Regions from separate parts of the Mus musculus genome. Here all the other regions are linked to region 1. Evidence: chromatin contacts called from public Hi-C, HiChIP or PLAC-seq and Micro-C data. All regions are on one chromosome and are shown on one strand. The core of a region is the stretch at or near the end of the contact, and the rest is flanking DNA. Distances in the headings are between cores, read along the strand shown.

Evidence for each region. HiChIP or PLAC-seq counts read pairs in DNA pulled down with a chosen protein or histone mark. A called contact is a pair of places that touch in the nucleus more often than the background predicts.
Region 2: a CTCF HiChIP or PLAC-seq map of the NIH/3T3 cell line shows a contact between it and region 1, with 24 read pairs. The contact joins the promoter of Thbs1 here to the enhancer-like site in region 1. A contact is called at or near these places in 6 of 39 promoter capture datasets (cranial neural crest, embryonic stem cells, frontonasal cranial neural crest and 1 more), 1 of 15 datasets of contacts at CTCF or cohesin (the NIH/3T3 cell line), 25 of 484 Hi-C or Micro-C datasets (the AtT-20 cell line, the C2C12 cell line, the MC3T3-E1 cell line and 12 more), 17 of 115 datasets of contacts at active chromatin or transcription factors (bone marrow-derived macrophages, a colorectal cancer cell line, differentiating embryonic stem cells and 12 more) and 3 of 9 other capture datasets (adipose tissue, embryonic stem cells and liver).
Region 3: a Hi-C map of embryonic fibroblasts shows a contact between it and region 1, with 4 times the contacts expected there. The contact joins two enhancer-like sites. A contact is called at or near these places in 5 of 484 Hi-C or Micro-C datasets (the Patski cell line, embryonic fibroblasts, muscle stem cells and 1 more) and 1 of 115 datasets of contacts at active chromatin or transcription factors (pancreatic cancer cells).
Region 4: a Hi-C map of adipose-derived mesenchymal stem cells shows a contact between it and region 1, with 2.0 times the contacts expected there. The contact joins two enhancer-like sites. A contact is called at or near these places in 5 of 39 promoter capture datasets (cranial neural crest, embryonic stem cells, frontonasal cranial neural crest and 1 more), 1 of 15 datasets of contacts at CTCF or cohesin (the NIH/3T3 cell line), 13 of 484 Hi-C or Micro-C datasets (the AtT-20 cell line, the C2C12 cell line, Sertoli cells and 8 more) and 2 of 115 datasets of contacts at active chromatin or transcription factors (extraembryonic endoderm stem cells and trophoblast stem cells).
Region 5: a contact with region 1 is called in a Hi-C map of embryonic fibroblasts, with 2.6 times the contacts expected there. The contact joins two enhancer-like sites. A contact is called at or near these places in 3 of 484 Hi-C or Micro-C datasets (embryonic fibroblasts and myocytes).
Region 6: a contact with region 1 is called in a Hi-C map of adipose-derived mesenchymal stem cells, with 3 times the contacts expected there. The contact joins two enhancer-like sites. A contact is called at or near these places in 1 of 15 datasets of contacts at CTCF or cohesin (the NIH/3T3 cell line), 5 of 484 Hi-C or Micro-C datasets (adipose-derived mesenchymal stem cells, embryonic fibroblasts, nephron progenitors and 1 more) and 2 of 115 datasets of contacts at active chromatin or transcription factors (embryonic fibroblasts and pancreatic cancer cells).
Region 7: a Micro-C map of muscle stem cells shows a contact between it and region 1, with 5 times the contacts expected there. The contact joins two enhancer-like sites. A contact is called at or near these places in 5 of 484 Hi-C or Micro-C datasets (adipose-derived mesenchymal stem cells, embryonic fibroblasts, muscle stem cells and 1 more) and 2 of 115 datasets of contacts at active chromatin or transcription factors (embryonic fibroblasts and pancreatic cancer cells).

What each region holds. Positions count from the first base shown.
Region 1 is chr2:117,880,790-117,884,036 of GRCm38.p6, forward strand. All of the region lies in intron 3 of 4930412B13Rik (RIKEN cDNA 4930412B13 gene), which reads left to right. The region is part of intron 8 of Gm13986 (predicted gene 13986); the gene reads right to left. Among named protein-coding and RNA genes, the nearest start is that of 4930412B13Rik, 60 kb to the left of the region's middle. Within about 2 kb of position 1,487, at least 38 of the 459 cell types and tissues checked have an H3K27ac peak or open chromatin away from gene starts, as enhancers often do. A contact at or near this core is called in the C2C12 cell line, the NIH/3T3 cell line, adipose-derived mesenchymal stem cells and 5 more, where this site is marked.
Region 2 is chr2:118,110,392-118,113,638 of GRCm38.p6, forward strand. Thbs1 (thrombospondin 1) reads left to right here and starts at 1,485. Exons shown (of 22, transcript NM_011580.4): 1 at 1,485-1,684; 2 at 2,224-2,318; 3 at 2,579-3,138. The coding sequence starts at 2,252. Gm13986 (predicted gene 13986) reads right to left here and starts at 811. Exons shown (of 10, transcript NR_126479.1): 1 at 306-811.
Region 3 is chr2:117,666,816-117,670,062 of GRCm38.p6, forward strand. No RefSeq gene overlaps it. Among named protein-coding and RNA genes, the nearest start is that of Gm32210, 37 kb to the right of the region's middle. Within about 2 kb of position 1,541, at least 38 of the 459 cell types and tissues checked have an H3K27ac peak or open chromatin away from gene starts, as enhancers often do. A contact at or near this core is called in embryonic fibroblasts, muscle stem cells, myocytes and 1 more, where this site is marked.
Region 4 is chr2:118,089,650-118,092,896 of GRCm38.p6, forward strand. All of the region lies in intron 2 of Gm13986 (predicted gene 13986), which reads right to left. Among named protein-coding and RNA genes, the nearest start is that of Gm25308, 13 kb to the left of the region's middle. Within about 2 kb of position 1,747, at least 8 of the 459 cell types and tissues checked have an H3K27ac peak or open chromatin away from gene starts, as enhancers often do. A contact at or near this core is called in adipose-derived mesenchymal stem cells, where this site is marked.
Region 5 is chr2:117,729,811-117,733,057 of GRCm38.p6, forward strand. All of the region lies in intron 2 of Gm32210 (a long non-coding RNA gene), which reads left to right. Among named protein-coding and RNA genes, the nearest start is that of Gm32210, 26 kb to the left of the region's middle. Within about 2 kb of position 1,646, at least 38 of the 459 cell types and tissues checked have an H3K27ac peak or open chromatin away from gene starts, as enhancers often do. A contact at or near this core is called in embryonic fibroblasts and myocytes, where this site is marked.
Region 6 is chr2:118,038,015-118,041,261 of GRCm38.p6, forward strand. All of the region lies in intron 4 of Gm13986 (predicted gene 13986), which reads right to left. Among named protein-coding and RNA genes, the nearest start is that of Gm25308, 38 kb to the right of the region's middle. Within about 2 kb of position 1,612, at least 52 of the 459 cell types and tissues checked have an H3K27ac peak or open chromatin away from gene starts, as enhancers often do. A contact at or near this core is called in the NIH/3T3 cell line and adipose-derived mesenchymal stem cells, where this site is marked.
Region 7 is chr2:117,747,380-117,750,626 of GRCm38.p6, forward strand. The region is part of intron 2 of Gm32210 (a long non-coding RNA gene); the gene reads left to right. Among named protein-coding and RNA genes, the nearest start is that of Gm32210, 44 kb to the left of the region's middle. Within about 2 kb of position 1,707, at least 53 of the 459 cell types and tissues checked have an H3K27ac peak or open chromatin away from gene starts, as enhancers often do. A contact at or near this core is called in embryonic fibroblasts, muscle stem cells, myocytes and 1 more, where this site is marked.

The DNA of each region.
Region 1 (3,247 bases), core at 237-2,736:
GTAAGAATGAAAGCAAAGCATAACATAACATTCTCCATATCACAGGGACACCAGCCGTGCAGACAGACTCTGAGCAATTAGTCAAAACAACAGTAACAGAAACATTAGCAACAAAACAAAAAACCAAACAAACAAACAAAAAACCTGTGAGCCCTGTTGTTGAATTTAATAACATGAGGATTACCCAAGACAGAGCTGAAAGAAAAATGATTGAAAGAAGTCTCTGGGAACGCCACACCCGATCATTATGTATGCTCACAGAGCCTCAGAGAAAGACAGAAAGAAAATTGAAGGGAGTGGTGAAGAACCAAACATCACATGTGCTGATAAGTTCCAAAAAATCTCAAGAAAGCAAATACCCAGAAAACAATTCAATGAACCAGACAAACCAGCAATAAATGATGGCTGGCTTTACAGAGAGCAGTGGACTCTCCCCTAGACATGAAGCCCTCCATCCTAGAAGGTTACAGATCCAATGAAGTTCTTTGTATTCTGTAGGTTGGGCCCTCAGACATCAATTAACCAACTCTTCCTAGGCATGCCCAGGCACCAACGTTATCTAGGCAGTTCTTCAACGAATGGTCTTCTCTCAGATGATTCTAGATTGTATCAAGCCAAGCCAGGAGAGGAAGCATTTAAGGCAAAAATTAAAAGTAAAAGCAAAAGCCTTGGTTTTGGAGGTCTGTAACCTGTGCAGTAGCAAATGATACAAAAGTAACCGTCAAAACGACAAGGAAGATACCTGGCAGTGTGCTGTGGTGGGCCCCTTGCATTCCACATGGAGTAGTACTGTGTTCAAGTGAATATGGACGAGTTTGCAGAGCAATTACTGAAGGGGAAAGGAAAAGAATAAAAGCTGAAGGCAAAAGGCTTGAAACTAAGGCATTAAAATGCATATGCTGGGCAAAGGATGCATTTAAGCTGTATAAAGAGTGTCTATGGGCCTGGAGAGATGGTTAAGGACAGTTGCAAAGGATATGGGTTGGGTTCCCAGCATCCACATGGAAACTTACAACCAGCTGTCACTCTAGTTCCAGGGGACTGGATGCCCACTTCTGATTTCTGCAGTTACTAGGCATTCACACGCTACACTAACATACATGTAGGGTAATATGTAATTTTTAAACACATATTTTAAAACAATTTAATATATTATATATACTTTTAAAATATGAAAACAGAACTGCAATAAAGTAGGCTGATACTCGTACATTTCTGGTTAATATTCTCCTGTGTTAGTTGTTGTTATCAAGTTTTATATGAATAAATGGTCATTTTACTTCATAAGTACATGTAATTTTGTATATAATCAAAACACTGATAAATTAAGACTGTTTTAAAGACCCAGTGTAAAGGGACAAACATCTTAGCTATTTCACCAAAGACGACATAAAGATGCTTGACACTGTTACTCATCGGGGGTGTGCAGAGGCAAAGCTCAGACAGACACCACACAACACCCCCTAGTGTGGTTAAAATGAAAACGACAACTGTTAGTCATGATCTTACCATTCCTCTCCTCAGAGATCACCCCCAGAGAAATGAAAACACATGTCCCCAAGCACTGTGCCCAGGAATGCTCATTATGGCTTTATTCAGAGCAGCTCTAACAAAAAGCACTGTGGTGTCTCTCAGGAAAATGGACAAACAAACCATGGCATCTTTCTGCAATGCAATGTGACTCAACAAAAAGAAGAGGATCAAATGCTGAAACAAGCAAGAGCATGCGTGGATCCCTACAGATGCGTGTCAGATGGGGAGGATCGTGAGACACCAGGCAGCTGTGTGAGCATCAGTGACAGAAAAATGAGCAAAGCTAATGAGGGTGCAAGGAAGTCAAAATGAGGCTGACTTTATGCAGTGACACTGACTATGTGAGAACCATCTAGGATAGAGAAATATCTGTGTTCATATGTTATATCTTAATCAAAATGTACAGTTTACAATGTAAGATCTATACATTTTACTGCAATTTCATTTATGTAAAGAAATTTTAAATACTTCAGTAAAACACACCATAGGCACAAACTAACTCTCTCTCTCTCTCTCTCTGTCTCTCTCTCTCTCTCTGTCTCTCTCTCTCACACACACACACACACACACACACACACACACACACATCCATATGCCTTCTTTTTCAGCTCATTGGCTGTGACTGCCCTCCAAAGGTGTATAGACAGGATGATATACATTGGGTGTCATGAATTCTGCTCAGGTCCCAGCCGTGAGCAAGACTTTTAATTCCAGTTTGTGGTCATCCCCAAACTGATGAAACAAGAGGATTTCCCAAGCGAAACTGAGCAGCTGGCTTTGTGGTCAACCCATCACCAGCTGCCATGTTGACAGGTGTCTGACCCAGCCCAAGGAAGAAAAGATACCCACTATTGAGCCAATGTATTTTCTGGCCTGATCCATCATTTAATACATGACATATCACTGGGATACATAAGCATGAATTACAAATCAACAGACTGTTTATTTGAGGAAGAAGAATTACATTTAGGGGTGGCATGCTCTGAGTTAAAGAGGGGGTTTTGCTCACCAGTGTCTACTCAACTTTCCTAAAAATGGTTCCTCTCCCCCATCCGCAGCTCCCTCTCATCAGATCCAGTACTTAGGTTCCTGGGGACTTCAGAAACTAGCAACAACTGTGAAATGACACATATTTAATGACTAAAAACCATTCATCTAAAACCCAAAGCTTTTTTGAAGAATTTGAAACAACCTTTGCTGGCATGCTGAAAGGTTCAGGGGTCAGCACGGAGCATGGCAAGGACACAGTCATGGTCACAATGAAGGACACATTTGAGCAGTTTTCAGAGAACTCATAAAAGATGAGTGCCCGAAACCCCAGTATAAAGAGAGAAAGTCAACTACAGCCTTCCCTTTGTAAATCCAATCTCTATGTAAGGTATTGCTCAATCATAGCTTTGTTTTTGTTTGTTTGTTCTCTTGTTTGTTTGTTGAGTTTCTAACAGAGCCCCCTTTGGCCTGGAACTTATTATGTAGGTCAGGCTGACCTTGAGCAAACAGAGATCCTCCTGCCTCAGCCTTTCAAGTGCTGGGATTAAAGATGATTACCACCAAGCCTGTTGGGATAGCTCTTAAATGGAGGTTAAAGAACCTCAGGTTACTGGGTTAAAGAATTCTGCCTTTAAGGTAAGAATGAGTAGGAAAAATTAAGTCCAAGTTAAGAACATGAACTAAGGAGCTGGAGAGATGACTTAGTACTTAGCACATATAGCAC
Region 2 (3,247 bases), core at 235-2,734, 230 kb after region 1:
TGGGAACGTACTTATCTACAAGAGGCACTGGCTGTGTAGCTGTGTACCCGGAGTAACTAGGAAACACTCTGTAAGCCCCTCCTTGCGTGTACGCACACATACCACGCACACTCACACACCTTGTCACCGAACACTCCCTCCCACACAAGGAAAGTGAAATTGCTGTGTGATGAGCATAAAGTCCTGGGTGTTTCCAAGGTTTGGGAGTCCAGCCAGGTGTAACTGATAAGGGGAGGGAGCCCCAGCTGTCCCTCAGCCGGCCCCGCCCTGATTCTGCCAAGATCCTTATTTGGTGATGCTTTTACCTGGATCCCTGGACTCAGAGCCAAGCCTGCTCACGCAGGGCCACAGCTGGAGAAGCATCGCCGCCGCTGACGTCCCTTCCCAAAGAGATGAATGGAATTCCAGGCAGCTGGAGTCATCTTGGCTCCGGACCGATGGCATTGAGACCAGACTTCAGAGACAAAGGATCAGGCAGCAGTCTACTGATGGAAAAGTGTATACCCACAGAAATGTAAACCACACCTCGGTTTTGGGAGCCGAAAAAATGAAAAAAAAACTGTTTAGGGAGAAAGATGGGAAATAAAATAATAGGTAGAGAGTAATTTATAACTCTACGGGTCCGTTCTGTAAATAGTGTAAGATCCTGGAGCCAGATGGTTCAGCAAATTCTCCTATCGGGAGTCACGTTAAGAAACACGAGTGGGCACAAAATTGTTTTTCAAGACACAATTTCAATTTTGCCTTGAGGGAGCGGGATATAAATTCGCTTCCTTAAAATGCCGCTAAAAACTCTCCGAAAGGATCCCCTAAATCAGAATACATATACCGCCCCCAAGCGGCCATCTGAGGAAGCAAAGTAGAACTGGGGAAAAAACTCTCGACTTGGACAGTGAGTCGGAAGGCGACCTCCGTGCACGGTCCTGCTGGCCCTGTGCAACACCGTGCTGACACCCTTAGTGAGTCAGACGGAAGGCAGGCGTGCGGGACAGGAGTGAAGCGCAAAGTATAGATGACATGGGATCCCCCACCCACCAGGATTGACTCAGGAGGCAGCTTCCTTTAAGGGGTCCAACCTTTTGCCCTCTTTTATTTTTAAACCAGACTGTCTCGATCCCCAAGCGTCTCTGTCATGGAATTATTCAAGGAGATGTGCTTTAATGAAAGCCTCCCTAAAGGGTCTTAGGTGGTCCCCAAAGAAGCATCGCGTCTGGGGACTCTCATGCAGAACGTCTCCAGTTCACATGGCGCAAGATCCTAAGCGCTAAAGGCTGAGTACGCCAAGGCTGCGTGGGCGGAGACCTATTTTTCTGACAAGTTCCAGGGCTCCTGTGCGGGATCGGAGTCTCCCCCTTCACTTTCAGCCCGAGAGCTGTGCGCCAAGCAGCAGGGGGCGGAGAAATGAACCCGTCCGTCCCCGTCCCCCGCCCCCGCCCCCGAGAACCCTCCCCCCTCCCTGCTTCCTGCCTCTTTAAAAGGTCCTGGGCTCCTCAGTCAAGCCAGCCACTGCCTGGAGTCAGCCAGCCTCATCGGACTTCTGCAGGCAATCGCGAAGCTGCTATCCAGTTCTGCCACGGTCTCTCCCGGCGCACCGGCAGTCTCAGCGTCTTCACCGGACTCAGCGTCCTTGTCCTTCACTTCACCTTTGCCACCTCTCCGGGTTACTGAGCCCCGGTGCACACAGGTAAACCTCCCGCCTCTGCGGAGCACCTGGCCGGCCACCTCAAAGCCCCAGGCTGCAGATGATCAGCGCTACTCCTCATCTCCTACTCTTCCCCTTCTGGTTTTCCTAACTCCTTTATCCTGCCCCGTCTATCCCCTGGAAAGAACTTTCCGGAGCTGGTTCTCTTCAGCCTTCGGGTTCACAAACTATACCTCCAAGACACCCCAAGATTTTCTCCCCAGTAGTCTCCAGGTTACCCCTGACTGTCGCCATCCAAAATACATTCTGTAATCTTGTCTAAAGGGGCGGGGGGGAGGGGACGGACCCAAGTCACTTTATACCCTTTATCCTGGAACTCCAACAATCCCCCTGCCTCTGGCGCTCTTTTTATACTGGATACCGTTTGGAAAGTAAACCCTTCTTTTTCAGCACATATGGGGCAAAAGAAGAAACACACACACACACACACACACACACACACACACACACACACACACACCTCTGCCCTTCCACCTTGCTTCCTGGTCTCTGACTCTGGCCTCCTGTGCTTCTTGCTACAGGCTCCGTGTTGGGCACAAAGGCTCCACCATGGAGCTCCTGCGGGGACTAGGTGTCCTGTTCCTGTTGCATATGTGTGGAAGCAACCGCATTCCAGGTGAGTTTGTGATATATTCATTTTCCTCCCCCTTCTCCTCTCTCTCTCTCTCTCTCTCTCTCTCTCTCTCTCTCTCTCTCTCTCTCGATAGCTCCTGTGTTTCCTTGGAGTCCTTATCTCCTGATAAGGATGCAGCTTCCCTCGCTCAGCTTTCCATAATTGCCATTATTGTCACGAGTTCCCACCTTGGCTCCTCACAGCCAGAACTTTACCCCCTTATACCTAGCCTAGAAAGCCGATTGTCTTCTCTCTCCTTACAGAGTCTGGGGGAGATAACGGTGTGTTTGACATCTTTGAACTCATTGGAGGTGCACGAAGGGGCCCCGGTCGCCGACTGGTGAAGGGCCAAGATCTATCCAGCCCCGCCTTCCGCATTGAGAATGCCAACCTGATCCCCGCTGTGCCGGATGACAAGTTCCAAGACCTACTGGACGCTGTGTGGGCCGACAAAGGCTTCATCTTCCTGGCTTCCTTGAGGCAGATGAAGAAGACCCGGGGCACACTCCTGGCTGTGGAACGGAAAGACAACACTGGCCAGATCTTCAGTGTGGTCTCCAACGGCAAAGCTGGCACCCTGGACCTGAGCCTGAGCCTGCCAGGGAAGCAACAAGTGGTGTCAGTGGAGGAAGCTCTCCTGGCCACTGGCCAGTGGAAGAGCATCACGCTGTTTGTTCAAGAGGACCGGGCTCAACTCTACATAGACTGTGATAAGATGGAGAGCGCGGAGCTGGATGTACCCATCCAGAGCATCTTCACCAGGGATCTGGCCAGCGTTGCCAGGCTCCGAGTTGCAAAGGGAGATGTCAATGACAATTTTCAGGTAAATCTTCTTACCTGTCACAAGGGCTATGTGGAATTAATATCGGTAGACTAAAAATGATTCTCAAATGTAAAGAGGAACAGACACCCCCAGAAGGTTGGTTAAATCA
Region 3 (3,247 bases), core at 291-2,790, 210 kb before region 1:
TCAGGGCACCCTGTGTGCCCTGGCATTAAGACATAGCACCAGGGCCTTTCTGTTTCCCCTGCCTTCTTTCTCTGCCCAGTGTTCATGTGGAGCTTGGCTTCCTATTCTTAGCACTGGGTAAGGCAATGCTGTGCAGGTGTAAGAGATGCTCCAAGAGGCTGCTTCAGAAAAACACTCCCAGGAATTGGTTTGACTCAGAGTTTTAGACTTCACTTTCAGTAAGAAAACAAGGTCAGTGGCTCTGAAATGTCCACCAGAGGAGGCTGAATTGGCCTCGAAGTGTAATCGGACTTTGGGCAACTCTATTGCTACCAAGCTGACCAAAGATGTTAGAGAAGCAGAGTGTCTCTATATGCAGAAAGGAACAAGAAAAGCTGAGTTCCTTCAGGGGTTGCTGTGGAGAGACACCTGCTCAGACACCTACTGGGATTTAAGAGTTCGCTCCTCTTCCTACAGAAGCTCAAAAATCTTTGCCTACCTAGAAACAAAGGGGCTGTTTCACCCACCATACTTCAATAACTCTTGCTCATGGAGTCATGGAGTCAAAATCCAATCAGGAAAAAAAGGGAGATTTTTTTTTTAACTTTTAGAGGAATAAACTGATTTTTTTTATTCCTTCCTAGAGCCTAAAGCTTTCTCACAGCTTCAACTGTTATTTTACTCAAAGAATACTATCTATATAAAGCAATGACGAGATAATCAGACTGTTTCTAGAAACAGGAACTAGGACCCATACCTAAAGTCTTAGAGTTGGCTACCTGTTGTTGAGGTAAGCATCATGACTAAAAGCAGCTTGGTGAAGAACAGGTTTATTTCATCTCACACTTTTTAGTTTATCGTGAAAGATAGCCAGGGCAGGAAGTTGGGACAGGAGGGAACCTGGAGGCAGGAAACGGAAGCCAAAGCTATGGAAAAATGCCACTGGCTGACTTGCTCCTCCCAGCTTGCTCAGGTTGCTTTCTTATACACCCAGGACCACCACCTAGGGGGGATGGCATTGTCCACAGTGAGATGGGCACCTCCTCATTAATCAACAATTCAGAGAATGCCCCTCAGGCCGATCTGATGAGGACATTTTCTTTGTTGGGTTTCCTGTCTCAGACGACTCAAGCTTGTCAATAACAACAAGGACAAAAATACCTGACCAGTGAACCTAGAAAAGAGTATATGCTCATGGGGGTGATAAACAAGATAAATTAAGGAGGAGACAGATTTAACTGACACTTATTAATCTTGCCGGCCTGGATCATAAACCAAGCACAACAAGGCTTACACAATCAGTTGAGAGCGCTCCGAATTTCCTGTAGACTTGTCTTAATCCATGCTGGGAAAAATGGTATCCATCTAATAAAAATCATAGACTTTAGGCTTATAAAATATTAGCATCCTGTCAAAGGGTAGCTCTAGGAGAAAATAAGGAAACCACTGAAATCAATCTACTGCAGCCTGGTTAGTTGTTCCCACTAGCTAGCTAGACTGAGGTTCTTTGCCTGAGCTAGCTGGCCAGTAAGTTTGGGCCCCAGGGATCTCTTCACAGTGACTCACTGGCTTGCAGTAGCCAGACCAGCCCTTTTGTGGTTGCCAGGCTTTGGTGTGTCAGCTCTTGGTCTCTTTTCCCTCTCAGAAAAGATAAAAAGAGCAGACATCAGTATGAGAACTTGGGACTTGGATGAGGAATCATCCCTTAGAAATTATTATTAAAATTAAACAAAGGCATTAAAATCACTAATAAACAACTAAGCTAGAGGAGCGCATGATTGGAAGATGTTCTTAAGCACAGGAAAATGGGTCAACGAAGACTGGAGCTCCATTTCCATAAGACCTAAATAGCACTGTGATATTTACAGGAACCTTTATTTTGATTGGTTTAAATGAGATGTATTTTTAGTAGTTTCAGAAATTAGTAAACAAGAAGATCAAATCAAATAGTTGAAATTTATATGAGATTTTTTCCTAGTAGAGGGAATTGAGCTTTTAGGAATACTGCATCAGAATTGGGAAGGTTTCCATCTTATACTATTACGTTGTAAGATATTGCATTTCTTCCTAGAAGAACTCAGCTAGCTTCTCCTTTGGGGACAGTTAGATGCTATAAGCAGCCAATCTGTACAATGAGCCATACAGAAGCACATGAAGTGGTGTCTCTTCCCCAAGAACTCATCAGAGAGACAGACAGGAGCAGAAATGGGAGAAAGACACTTCAACATCAACAAGGCCAGGGCAGGGGTGAGAAAAGAGACTGTTGAGCCTTGCGTCTAAAACTGACTTGCTGAACATTAGAATTTTCTAATGACCATTCCACCAAATGTACTTTCCTTTAAACTTTAGATATTTTTATTATCTTCCTGCCTTCCAATTTAGGGATGCTTCAATTGTCTTTGTTCTAGATCTGTGCTATAGTGGGTATGGAAGAATAGAGAAGGGAAAGAAAATTGAAGGCATGTGGAGACATTCATGAATCTAAGTATAGAATTAATTAATTGTCACCAATAAGTTTAATAAGTTGTTTGAAAGAAAACATATTTATGAAGATTTTATGATTATGTACATGACTTATTGAAATATACTCTTTATAATTTGAACATAGGTTTACCTGTAAATACAGATAGATTCAGAAGACTGTGGGCCAAATGAAGTCAGTTACAGTTCTCTGGGAACAGTTGGTAGCCGCTGGTGTGAAAACATTGACAAATCCATTTTCTCTATCTATAGACTGTTGGCCAACAAGGGCATGCAAAAGTGGAGGAGCAATGGATAAAGGACAGTTATGGGGAAAGTGAATCTGAGAGGCAATTTCTAGTAGGCACTGTTGACTCTGATCTTCAATTAGAAAGCAGTAGGAAGTCAGAGACAGTAGACTACTTTCAAACTCACAAGCTACATTCCCACAGTTTCATAGACTCCAATAAAGGATATGAGACTTCTCTCTGGTTCATTGACAAAGGAATTTAACACACATGCACACTCCCACACACATAGACATACACACATGCACATATGCACACATGCATGTGCACTCCAGTATCTGGAGCTGCAATGCCAGCATCTCCTGTCTCAGTTCACCAAGAGTGACACACAGACAGCTAGTATGGCTTCCCACACAGTGCTGGGTTATGGACGAGGCATCGTGAGCTGAGCAACTCGTGTTATTTTTTTCAATAGACAGTAAACCTACCTTTCTATTTGCTGAAATAAGACATTACCTAGTTGTGACATAATCTTTGAAAAGTCTGTCATTGTCTTCGCA
Region 4 (3,247 bases), core at 497-2,996, 210 kb after region 1:
TGGGAGCATGGCAGCATCCAAGCAGGCATGGCGCAGAAGGAACTAAGAGTTCTACATCTTCATCTGAAGGCTCCCAAGAGAGAACTGGTTCCTAGCAGCTAGGATGAGGGTCTTAAAGCCCACACCCACAGTGACACAACTAGTCCAACAAGACCATACCTTCTAATGGTGCCACCCTCTGGGCCAAGCATATACAACCAACACATTGGATATGTTAATTAGGTTAGCCAAAAGGAAGCTTTTGATTGCTATCTGTCAATACTTTGATAGCTGGACCTTGGTGGTCAGCCTCAGGAGGAGGAAATGACCAAATAAAGGAATGGAGCTTGGGGGCTAGCTTTAGGAGTGTACTCCATTAATCCTAGCTCTCTGGCAGAAGCAGTTGGAGTTTGAGTCCAGCCTGGTCTACTGAACAAATTCTAGTATAGCCAGGGGCCACACAGAGAGGCCCTGTCTCAAACAAACAACAGCAACAGCAAAAACAAACAAACCAATAAATAAATTCTAGGAATGTAATCTAATGATTTTCAGCAAGGAAATGGGACTAGGAGGAGGCCAGGCCTACCAGAGCCATGTTTGCAAAGCCCAGGCTTCTGTTTGCCATGCTGGGACCTACTAGAGCCCCTTCAGAAGAGTCTGAAATCCCAAAACCATCTGGTCTTCACTCTCCCTGTTCAATGGTAATGCCTTCCATTTCTTCAAAGACAACACAGGAGTCACTGGTGGGAAAAAAACAAAACAAAACAAAAACCCAAAACAAGCAAACAAACCAAAAGACAACCTCATTCAGGACCTAGAGCAAAATCGCTTTACGTACACACTAAGTAGGCTGTGAGAAGAAACCAGACCCTAAAAGGACTTCAGGTGCCAAGCAGCATGGGCCAGCAAATATCAGTAGGCTACAAAGCAGAACTGGAGGCTCAGTGGGCCAGATGAAGAAAAGTGTGTTAAAAATATGAATGAAGAAGAGGGGAACTGCCACGGGGCCCTGTCCTACAGCACAGGTACCATCACCTGTAAGCAACAGGCAGCTACTGCCAGTATTCTGCAAGGATGCAGGGAAACTAGGGGACAGCAGCGACATCCAATAAGACAAAATCCGGGAGTACCGTGACGGTTTCTGAAAGGAAAATGGAAAGAGCTGATGGGTCAAGGGTTATGAAATCCAGGTATATAGTGGAATTTCAAAAAGTAACCAGCCAAATATGTTCTATGGGAAGTCAAGAAGACACTGTATCCACTACAGCTATGAGAGTAGTTAAGAAGAGAACAGAATGCTCCCTAGGGATGGTCCGCCCCTGGGGATGGTCCACAGCAGGGTGGGTTGGACATGAAAATAAAGGAGTTATTAACCACCCAGGCTAGCAAAGTCATGGATCTTTCACATGCAGCATAACTCCTAACTACATTCCAAATATTTGTCTGTCTTTGTATCCATATACAAGTGTAGTCCTCACCCCTGATCAAGGAAACTTTGCTTTTCAAGAAATGAAGACTATTACAGAAAACCACAGCCAATCAAAATGCAGAGTTGTAGAGAGCCCAGTTCCAACAGCTACATCCACGGTACACTGCAACAAAGGCTCTACAACCACTGTGGGATGGTAGGGGAGAACAACTTTTGTAGGAGCCAGAGGAACAGCGAATAGCGAATTTACTGCAAGACGGCATCTTCTAGGAATGTCAAAAACTACACCCATAGACTCTTATAAGATGACTGCTTAAACATGGGCTAAACAAGGACAACACAGCAGACATGCCAATGTGGGCGGAGGGAAAAGTCCAGGAAGCCTCAACCCTGCACAAGTGACTACAAGCAACTAAGGAATGCTTTGAGTGGGAGAAAGCCTTCCCCAGGGACTAGTACACTAACGTGTTACCAGTACCTAATGGTCAGCCCTGAAAGCATAAGGATTAACAATCTTACATGGACTGACCAGGTTTTGTGTGTGTGTGTGTGTGTGTGTGTGTGTGTGTGTGTGTGTGTGCACAAGAGAGAGCTTGTGTGCAAGCAAACATGTAATAGCAATCAATGTAAAAAGGTCATGAATTTTAGAGAGAGCTAGGAGGTGTATGTAGGAGGGTTTGAGGGCAGGAAAGAGAAGGGGGACAAGATGTAATTACATTATCGTTAGGTCCTGAGGAAACCCGGGACAAATGGCTAACTGAGCTGCCTATTAATATATCTAAGGGGATGCTGGTCACCAGGTTTTCTTAGCATCTGCCAGCATTGTGAGCATCTGTTACAGAGTCCTGGCTCCTCTCTCCACTTCTACCCCAACCCTACTCCCTACCCTAAACCTCTCCAGCCTCAGAACTCAGCTGTGCTTCCTCCAGCTTCTCTTTCCCATATAACACAGCCATTTTGGCCTTGCCCTCTTTTGGCTTTTTGTCCAGTCTCCTCTTGATTTCCCTCCCTGTCTCCTGGTTCCCTTTCTTGCCCTTCTCTCTTCTCTTCCTCTCTCACTCCCCATCCCCCTTCTCCTGACCCAGTCTATTATTCTTCTGGACTCTACGCGCTCTTCCTCATCTCTACAATCAAAACCTTCTCAAGCATCCCTAGGAGCAGCCGTGTCCTCATTCTCATTCACTTAGAATCAAAAATAAAAGAAGTAATTTAAAATTTAATAAAAAAAGGAGAAAGTTGTGATCCCTTGCCCAGTTTCTAGAACTATGAAGTTTTATATATTCCTCCTTTTGACTGAGGAAGCAGCCTGGTGCTCTGCATAGCCAAGTATGTACAGTAACCATTGCCTCAGTCCCCTCAAGGGTCCTGGGGCCATTTACCCAAGTAGCCATACCTTGAAGAAAAGAGATTCTGTGTGATCAGGGAGTTAAGACCCACGATGACCTGAATAGCTGGTGGAAACAAGAAGCCACCATAAGGCCTTCCTGAGAGTGAGGACATAAAGGGGACAGATAATAAGCTTGAGAAGGAACAGTGGTCATATGCAAGTTTTCATAGGTTTTAGCAATGACAGGTATGACTAGTGTTTTTTAAAAAGTATATAAAGCTAGCAAATCTGTAGTTAAATAAAGCAGTAAACACAGGGGATGCCCAAAGAAAGAAAAGTCTAACTGAGGAGGAGATGTTACAACAGATGATTTGGAAATGCCAGGGGCCACAGGGTCTACCAGAAGCAAACATTCATCAACCAACCAGATGAACTAAAAGAGATCAACTCTCAAAACCACACAACCACCCACAGCTCAGCTCTAAAGAAAGACACCATCTGACTAGGCTGAT
Region 5 (3,247 bases), core at 396-2,895, 150 kb before region 1:
GGAAGAAGTACCTTATAGCAGCCCTAAACAAAGGATTTCTAGCACCCAGAGGTGGGGCAGGGAGAAGGGCAGTTAAATAATATAGAGAAACTGTTCCCTGGACAGGGCTCTTTAAAAGCTGATGCCATCCATGGCTTGTCATAACCTGCTTTTCAATTTATATAAGAATCAACAGGGAATCTAATTTAGCATAGCTGAACCTTGGTGAGCCACAATCCTGCCCCTTACTGAATGAACCAGTTCAACAATTTCTTCCTGTAATAAATAATAGTGGAATTTTGTTTTGTTTTTTACTCGTTTTGGGGACATGTTCTCATATAGGCCAGAAAACTCACTATGTAGCTGAAAATGGCTTTAAACATCTGATCCTAGTCTACCCCTCCAAAGTATTGTAACATAAGCCCAGACATTCTAAAAGCGCTCATTATAATATCTAATACATATGCATAAAGTTTATATAGCACTTGCCTGAAAATATAAAACTATTAGAGACAAACAGCAAATGAGCCTTAGCATTGTAATAATTCCCCACAGGATCAGAGTGAATAAGAGGCACTTTCATATATGTATGTAACATACTTTGATCATATTTGTCACCTGCTATTTTAACCCCTGTCTTCCTTCTATCTTGCTTAATTTCATGCCCCTTTTCTTATCTAGGATGACATCATAGAAAAAGCATATTATATTATTCCGAGTGTGGCTTATTTCATTTAACACAATGATCTACAGTTCCATTCATTTGCCTGAAAACAGCATAAATCTTATTCTTTCTTATAGCTGAGTAAAAATTTTACAACTGAGCTTTTATGATACCAGACAGAACTTACAAGAAAGAAAACATGCATGTAGGGAATAAAATGGAAGACTGGAAATAAGGAAAATATCTAATAGAAGATATGCCCTTCTTAGAAGGCAGTAAGCTAAATACAGTAATAGAAATATGTAATACTTATTGGATGCTTACTATAAATAGGATCTACACTATACTCTCATATGTACTAACTACTGTAAACCTCATCTCAGTCATCAGATGAAGGATGTGAGGCACAAAAGGCTGAAGTAACCTCAGCATCACACAGCTATTGAATGACAGGTACTTTCAGACTCTGAAGAAGATATTCATGTGGTGAAGAGTGAACTGGAGATTTATTAGACTTCAGATATCTTTGTATCCTAGGGCCAGGCACATGCATAGTCAGTCAGCAAGCAATGACTTGTCCTAAGGAAGTGAGCTGAATTGAATGATCTGCAAAGAAGTGGAGAAGAAGAAAAATCCTAAGGTCATCATAGAAACTGAAATTGCAAGACCAGGAGCCAGAATATGCAGTACTCTGCCCTTGCCCCTGGATAAGCTTCAGGGGAAGTCCAGGAAGAAATCCAGAGGCACTGAATAGGTCTTTGGTCCTATCAGGAGACAAATAGAAGGTAAAGAATAGAGCAAGGCTCCACAATTCCAACTTGAATAGTACATTTGTGTACCATGACTCTGAGCACCAGGCATCCTCCATCTAGCGGCTTGTTTAAGCTCTGAAAATACATACCCTCCTTAATAGATGGACACTTATTTCAGTCTTGTCATTCAAGTGGCTAACTACTGTGACCACAACTTTCTCAAGAACGCTTGTCATGTTGAGACAAACCACAGGAATGACTGGGCAACACCCTGGGAACTCAAACTCTGAAGTATACTAACAGTTGTGTGACCCTAAGCACAGCAGTCTGGCTACTTCTCCAAATTCACTGCTTTCAGTCTAACAACAGAGTGGCTTAAAACAGTGCCTCCATCCATATATCCATCCATCCACATATTCAAGGCCATTCTGTATCCCTACCTGACCCTCCTCTATTACAGCTGCTCTGCTTGGCTTTGGCCATTTCCTCTCCTTTTTTCTTCTCCCCTCCACCTCACTTCACACAGCCCATTTCATTTTCTATCTCTCTAAAGAGAGATAGCATTTTCTCCAGTCAGGAGAATTCAACAGGCCAATGTAATAAACATTTTATGAATCTAGCAAGTGCTTGTCTGCCATTTTAATGTCTTAGTTATTTCACATGGCCTCAGTTACAGTCTCCCTGGGGCAACAGCTCTTCATTTTAGTTCCAAAGACAAAGCATGTAATCTAACTCCCAAATCCTACTAAAGGGCAGAAAATGTGGTACCCACTCACTCACATATTCTCAGCGAAGGTTTCACAGACATGGTTTTGTTACAATTATTTTGGGACTGGACTTTTGAATCAATTATACACTTGGTGGGTGCCAACAACATTTGTTCCTTCAATATCATGTTTTTAATAATTAGAAAGTATTTCTCTGGATCACATAATGCTTCAGGCTTGCCAAAAGCGAGCTCCAATAATGACTTCTGAGTGCTGTGAATGATTCTGCTGGGGCTGCCACCACAAAAATAACCTCTTCACCGAGTAGAAATGATTTTCTCTTAACTTGATCTGCTATTTGCCTAGATTTCACTTAAATAAGTTTGCCTTTGAAGACCAGAAACTTTCATACTGTTTATCGTTCAATCCAACTTAACTATCTAGAAAAAAGCTTTTATAGCCCTTCTAACATCAAACATTGGACACAGTGGTATAGAATGAGGTCATTGCTACTCAACATTTGCTGTGATGACCCATTAAGGAGGAGCAAGTATATCTCCCACTTGGCAGATAATTGTTCTTCCAGCCCAAGAAAGTAAGCCTCTGTCTATTTCGGATACTAAGGCTGAGGTTATGATGACTATCAATGCACTTACACTGCCAGGATTGGAGTCCCACAGGATCTCTGCATAAGTAACACAGGCCACCAAGTGTCTCCTTCTTGTACATGTCCCACCTTTGACCTTAGTCATGAGACTCTCTGCTAAATGTCCTCTATCCCTTTGTATGAGTACATTCAGAACATGCTGGAGAGTGTTCAGGACTGGCATACTATTACTGTTATTGAGAGAAATCATTTAACCATAGAATTTTCAAAGGTCTGTGAATAGAATCATAGGGAAGCTCCAACAGGGATAGTTATTGTGATTTTACAATGCGAGACTTCTGTGTAGTCAATCTCAGAGTTTCCTAAACTTAGAGTCAGTCTCACTGGACCAAAAGGATGAGCAAGTCCAGGAGTTATTTGAAAAAAAAAGGGGGGGGGGAGTTGGTTTTATAGAAAATTTTTGTTGTTTTGAATTTTTGGTAGGACTAGAAAATGAATGTAAGGCCTAATACATGCTAGGTAAGCACTTCAAAATGGA
Region 6 (3,247 bases), core at 362-2,861, 160 kb after region 1:
TGATATTCTTCTGCCTCAGTAAATATGACTGTCTTCTCATGTCAGAAAAACAAGCATCATCCTGTCTTCCATCTTTTTTTCTTCTTTCTGTTACAGAATACCAAGGTCCAGTTACTCTATCTCAAACAACATTTTCAGTGTATCAATGCTTCTGCCAACATTGACTCTCTGTCCTCTCTTTCACAGCACATTCTTATCCCCTCAGCTTCCAGACATACGCCCCTCCAGCCCATTCCTCCATTACCATCGGCTGGCTGATGTTTCTGAAGTAAAGTGTGGACCTTTCCGTACATACAAACTTGGAAACCTTCATGTCTTTCCCACTTGGTGCTGCAATAGAGAGGTTCAAAAATCTACTGACTAAAGAATTTAAGAGGCAAATTTACAAGTTTGTCTCAAGCAGCCTTTTGTTTTGTTTCATTACGTTGATTTGTTTGTATTTTATAATTATTAGACACTAACTCTTTGACTAAGTGTATTAGAAAGCTAATGGCCAATATCATGTCAGGGAGACTTTGTGGAGGAAAGGATCGTGGCTTATTTCACTGTGCCAAAGAAAGTCAGTCATAAACCCTGTTGGGAACAACACAGATGCTGCCGTGATAGGATAATTCTCCAAGACTGAGGAAAAAAACCCTCTCATACGTCAAAAGCTAGAACACTGACCAACTCCTAGCGTCAGACCTCAGCCATCAGTGAAAGTTAGAAGCGAGGACTTCAGATTATACCTGCTCACCCCTGATGCCTGCAAAGAGAAAGCCTCAGGTTGCTCTCTACAGCTATCAGGAGAACCCAGCACAGACATTCCCAGACAGCTACAAACACAGAGGGCTGAGGCCTAACTCACAGACGTGTAATCTTGGCCTCAGAAGCAAGTTACTCATCAAAAGAAAAGTCTAGGTTTCCAAAGTCTATGTGCATATGTATGTGTACAGAAGTGGTGTGTCTGTGTGCATGTATGATTTGTGGAGGGCTAAAGTGATTGCTTATATGATTTACCTCACAATTTACATCACCAGCCTCATTTCTACAGTGTAAACATCACCACTGCTTGCTCAACCACGCCTTCTTTCACACAAAATGTACTGAGCCCAGACATTTATCTAGCACTTAGCTTACATTGGATCTAATCTCTCCATTAGCTCAGCAACTATTTTCTACACCTGACAGAAGATTAAACTGAGGCCCTAAATAAAGCTCAAGTTCCTGCAACAGGAAAGAGGGCAGCCTGGAGTAGAACCTGGCCTACTCCAGTCCTGAAGACAGCCCTCTTTCCGTGCAACCTCCTTACGTCATAAATCATCACGTTTCTAGTTCTAGATAGTAAAAAGAAAGATGTGGAGGAGAAAGTTTCTGCTTTACGATAAACCACGCTGATAAAGATGATTCAGTGACTATTTTTGAGATGTCAGAGCTGAAAATGTACAGATTCCACAGCCCAAAGAACCTGCCAAGTCCCAATTGCACAACCAAAGCGGCGCAAGGAGCCAAGGAGGCCAACTGTGTGATGGAAAAAGCACAGATGTCATCTGGGAATGCTCAGAGGCCTGCCTTCAGATGGAAGAGAGACAGTCTTGCTTCCGCCGGAACCACGGCCTTATAAGGCCACACTAAGTTACTTCCTTGGCTGAATCAACCCAGTGCATACTGCCTGTTCGCTTAGATCACAGAGATCCTACGGCCTGAGCATCATGGAAAGAACGCCCCTGCTGGGCGGTGTGCTTAGTCCCCATCCTGAGCTGGCTCACAAACACCTACCTTGTAATAAAGCTGCTATGAGCCTTTCAGTGGGGACATGGGGGAGGCAAGACACTGGGGTCAAAGTGGAGATATTTAGGTCCTCCTGGGAAATTAGTCACACATCATATCCCTTCCTCTCCATTTACAGCCATTTATTTGGGAGCAAAGGAATTCTAAATGAATGAGAAGTCCCTTCCACGCCAACATGTGTTCTGAAGTTCACAGGAAGCCTTCTCCTCTGCCTTGGGGCATGCAGATGAGGCCTGCTCGCAGCTGCGCCTCCAGTGAGCTAATCAGACAGTACATGCCCACAATGGAGAGGGCTCCAGGGAACAGAACCAGCCATTTCTTTGCCTTGCTTCATCAGGCCTCCTGTCATTACACCAAAACTCTAGGAGGATAAAAGGGACTTAGATACCTCCAAGAAGACTGACCCGAGAATATGCATTAAACCGTGGTTAAGAATCTAGGGAAAAGGTCCTGCAAGGTTAAACACACTTCAGAAAAGGAACGTTCACACTCTTGCCAAGTTACTTCCCTTACAAATATTGATTACTCTCTGCAGATTATGCAGATATTTGTCTCAGCTGTTGTTATTTCAATGGCTTTCATTCTCAGCTACAAGAGTAATAGAGCTGTCACAAGGAGCCGATTCCAAACTTCCCCCTGAGGTAAGTCACCGGTGGGTGTTAAGATCCTCAGGAGGGGCGTGCCAAGTTCCACAAGAATCCCAGTGATTCTGAGATGATGGAGAATGCAAACTCTTTGTGGAAACTCACTAAAGGACTTCTCTTCAGTGATCCCTTGTTGGTCTCCCACCATTCTATTAACCCAAACCACAGTGTTTCTGGCTTTATCTTAGAAATCTTCACTCAGTCTTTGATCTCAGTTAAGGTCAGGATCTCTTGTGACAGGAAGGGATGATACAGATGGTGCAGTTCAAATTTCTACCTTGCAGGGCAGGGTCTCTCTCTGGTCAAGTTTCCCCTGTGCACATCCTACTATGGTAGACATTCATGGACACCAATAATTATTAGAAATAATAAGAATCAGGAGTTCAATTCTAACAGGTTTTGATACAATAGTACTAGATTATCTTGGTATTTTTTTTTCACTATGACTTTTTATTTCGACAAAATGAAAGGGGATGAGGCTGTCCATGTGTTGGGTGTCCCTTGTATTTCAGGAATGAGAGTCAGAGATCAACCTGCAGGAATCAGTTCTCACAATCTGCCATGTGGACCTTGAGACTCACACTTGGGTCATCGAGTTTGGTGGCAAGCATCATTACCCACTGAGACACCTCATCATTCTCCTTCACTAGAATTTCTATCAGGCAAGCTCCTCACCTGCCATTGACACCGACTGACAGGTAGATCTTCCTGGCTTACACTTCCAAGAAAACAATGTGTCTTCCAGCAGGAACAATTGAAAGTATTTAACAAGAGTCTCTAACAAGGAAGTTCACTGCATCTCACATCAATTTAACTCTGCTCATATAAATGGT
Region 7 (3,247 bases), core at 457-2,956, 130 kb before region 1:
TCTTCCCAATTCCTGGTGCATTTCCTGTAATTTGACTGATGGATTTACATGCATAGTTCTCTCATTTCAGATCATAGAGGACTGTGTTCCCAGTTCTTTAAAAAAAAAAAAGAAATACTTCAGAAATGTGAAGAAGTATTAGTGTATACTTAAAGACAGAAATGAACACCCAGTTATGTCTGACAGGTCTGTACCAGAGTGGCCAGGTACACGCTGAATAACTTGGTTTCACATATTGAAACATATTCATAATAAAAAAAGTCAGCAAAATCCTTTCATTTAAGGAAAATAAGAGCAATTCTCTGGCCTCTTCCAGACAAATTCAGGATAGAGTTATGCTAACACATCCATGTGACTCTAGACCTTGGCATGCTGACCATAGCTGCAAACACTAGTGATTAAATATGGTTCTTCTACTACTTTGTGTATATTTTCCATTATAGTATTCATTAAAATGCAGTTGGTCCCTTATACTTCGTTATTGAAATTTCATTTGCTTTAACAACTATTTGTTAATGTCTAATACAATCTTCCCCAAATGTTTGTCAAGTAAATTAAAGAGGAAAAAAATCAACTATTTAATTATACATCTATGAACGCTAAACCATGAGCAGTTTATAAGGTCAAAATGTCGGCTTTTTCTCTTTTTCTCACTATGTTCTCTAGTGTCTCAAATACATCTATTCCTCCTCAGTGGGATGCATCCCTGTGATGGCATGGTTTTGTGTCTTTGTTATGGTGGTAGACAAACAAATCTGTATGGGTGACAGAATTGCACAGTGCTATATACAAACACAAGTGAGAACAAGCAAGCAACAGAAATCAGGACAGCTGAATGTAAGTCACTAAGTTATATCCACATCTCTCTCCTCATAGCTTTGTGCAGATAACTTCATCTGGTTGTCACTACTGTAGGAAATTGTATAAAATTCACTAAGGAGTTCTTTGTATTATTTCTTACTATTGTTAATGTGTCTACAGTTTCTCTAAAATGTTAAAAAATAGAATAACCAATTCCTTTAGCAAAGGCTTCATAATGTCCTGAGGTTAGTACAAGTGCCACTGGGATGCTCCATCCATCCAGTGCTAATGCTTCAGACTCCCCTTTAGATAGATGTACCACTTGAAAATTGCCCCAAACTCAAAGCAGCTGAGGAGGAACAATAGAAGAAACGATCTCTAGCTTGAGCTTGTTTTGAAACTCCTCTCCACTTTGCATCTGCCTTGGGTGTATGAGATGCCAGGAGGAAAGTTGAATAAGACACCCAGATCTTCTCCACATTCATTTTTGGTAGTACTATATATAGACATTTCTGGAGTCCCCTTGCCTTTTACCAACTAACATAAAATATTTCCAAATCAGATACTAAAATTCCAGGAGAGTGCTTGATCTCCAGTGGTGTTGGCTGCTTTCTCTGGGTGGTAACAATAATTATATATGATAATAACTGTGATCATGTAATAACCCAGATCACATTAATTGTTGCTGTGGTAGTGGCTTTCTATATTCTCCTGAACTGAGAGGTTTGTGGAGATAAAACCCAATCAAAGCAATTGCTGTTCAAATTCAAGTGACTTTTTACTGTCAGTTGTCTCCATGGGCACAGAAGTGTTGAGATGGCAGCCTGCCTTGGGAATGGCTGACATTGGAGACACTCCAGGAGGACTGAGTCAGACTGACATGACCGTGGCCCTGGTCTCTTAACGGTGATAAAGCAAATGCCTTGAGAATGCCAGTTCGATTGTGAGTCACCAAGTGCAAACAGGGTGATAGTGGAGTTCACATCAGAAAAAGTCCCCTCTGGGGCACAGGAATGGTCACCCAGAACACTGGTTCTTATCCACAGAAAAGGAAACCAAGCAAGACATCTGTTTCCTCTGGTCTGCGGAGTCTTCATCCACATCCAAAGACCCTTTCCTCTGACTCTTGAGTTGGCTAGAAGAGTGACTGGGCTCCTATATAGCATTTGTCGGAACTCCAGAAAGATTCTCTTTCTTTTTCTGTGGAGGTCCATATATAGTTATGGCATTCATCCTTAAAGAACTGTGGTTACGGGCTTCCTGGAATGTAGGTCGTGAGTGAAACCTTCATCATCTCCTGGGGACACTAGCCTTTTCTATATATAGGTTGTTTAACTCAGTCTACACTTATGCCCTGGGGAAGGAGGGATGCATACTGAACATCAAGTTCTCCTGAATTGACCTCTAACATATAAAGCTTTGGAAGCAGCAACTTATTTTCATGATTCACTTTCACACATATATGTACGTATGTTTTAGATCTATTTTATTCTTTGGTTGCTTCATTCCTAACTTTTTCAATCATCTTTTCCATATTGATTAAGCAGCCCATTCTACTAGCCTCTGTTTGTCTCTTTCCTTCTACATCACTCACACATATAATATGATCCATGTATCATGTTAATACATGGATCCATGTTATATCCATATAATACAATCCATGTAATAATGATATTGTCTTGGGTATATTGAATCAATTAAAATGTTCCTTAAATGGATTTAAAAATTTTCATTTTCTGTGTTACTGGAATGTGTCTTCATTTCCCATTCTTGGTCTATGTTTTCTTTTCCCAGGGCTTCTTGTTAAAAATGTTCTCAAGACTTTCAATCATATTTCCTTTCATATAGCTTCTCATTCGATGTCTACCCTCCTCGTGTGTGTGTGTGTGTGTGTGTGTGTGTGTGTGTGTGTGTGTGTGTGTTTGTACTTTTAAGTCCTCTTGGGGATGAGTTTCTGATCCTACAGTTCAAACATGAAGAATGACAGAACCATGTATCACTGGGCACCTTGGATCTTGACCTAGAGAGAGCTGTATGTCCTCCTAAGGGAACCAGCATGTTTAATATGTGGGAAGAGTTGACAATTGTTTAAGTGATTTTTGTATCTGCTAAAATAGACATCTTCCTTGAGGTCACACATGAAGAAAAATACAATTAAATTTTAACTAATGGAATTAGCAGGGCAGGGAGGGCAGGGCATAGGGGGCTTTGGGGTTAGCATTTGAAATGTAAATGAAGAAAATATCTAATAAAAATAATTAAAAATTAAAAATTCAAATTCTTGTGTTCAAATTAAAAAAAAAAAACACTATTGGAATTGACGAAAATTGAGCACTATGACCTTGGAGGATCAAAGGGAGAAATCTAAATTAGAAAAAGCCAAGGTCGAAGATCTCAAATCATTGTCTAGACAGGCTACCAATGGAAAGTTTTCTCATAGTAGAGC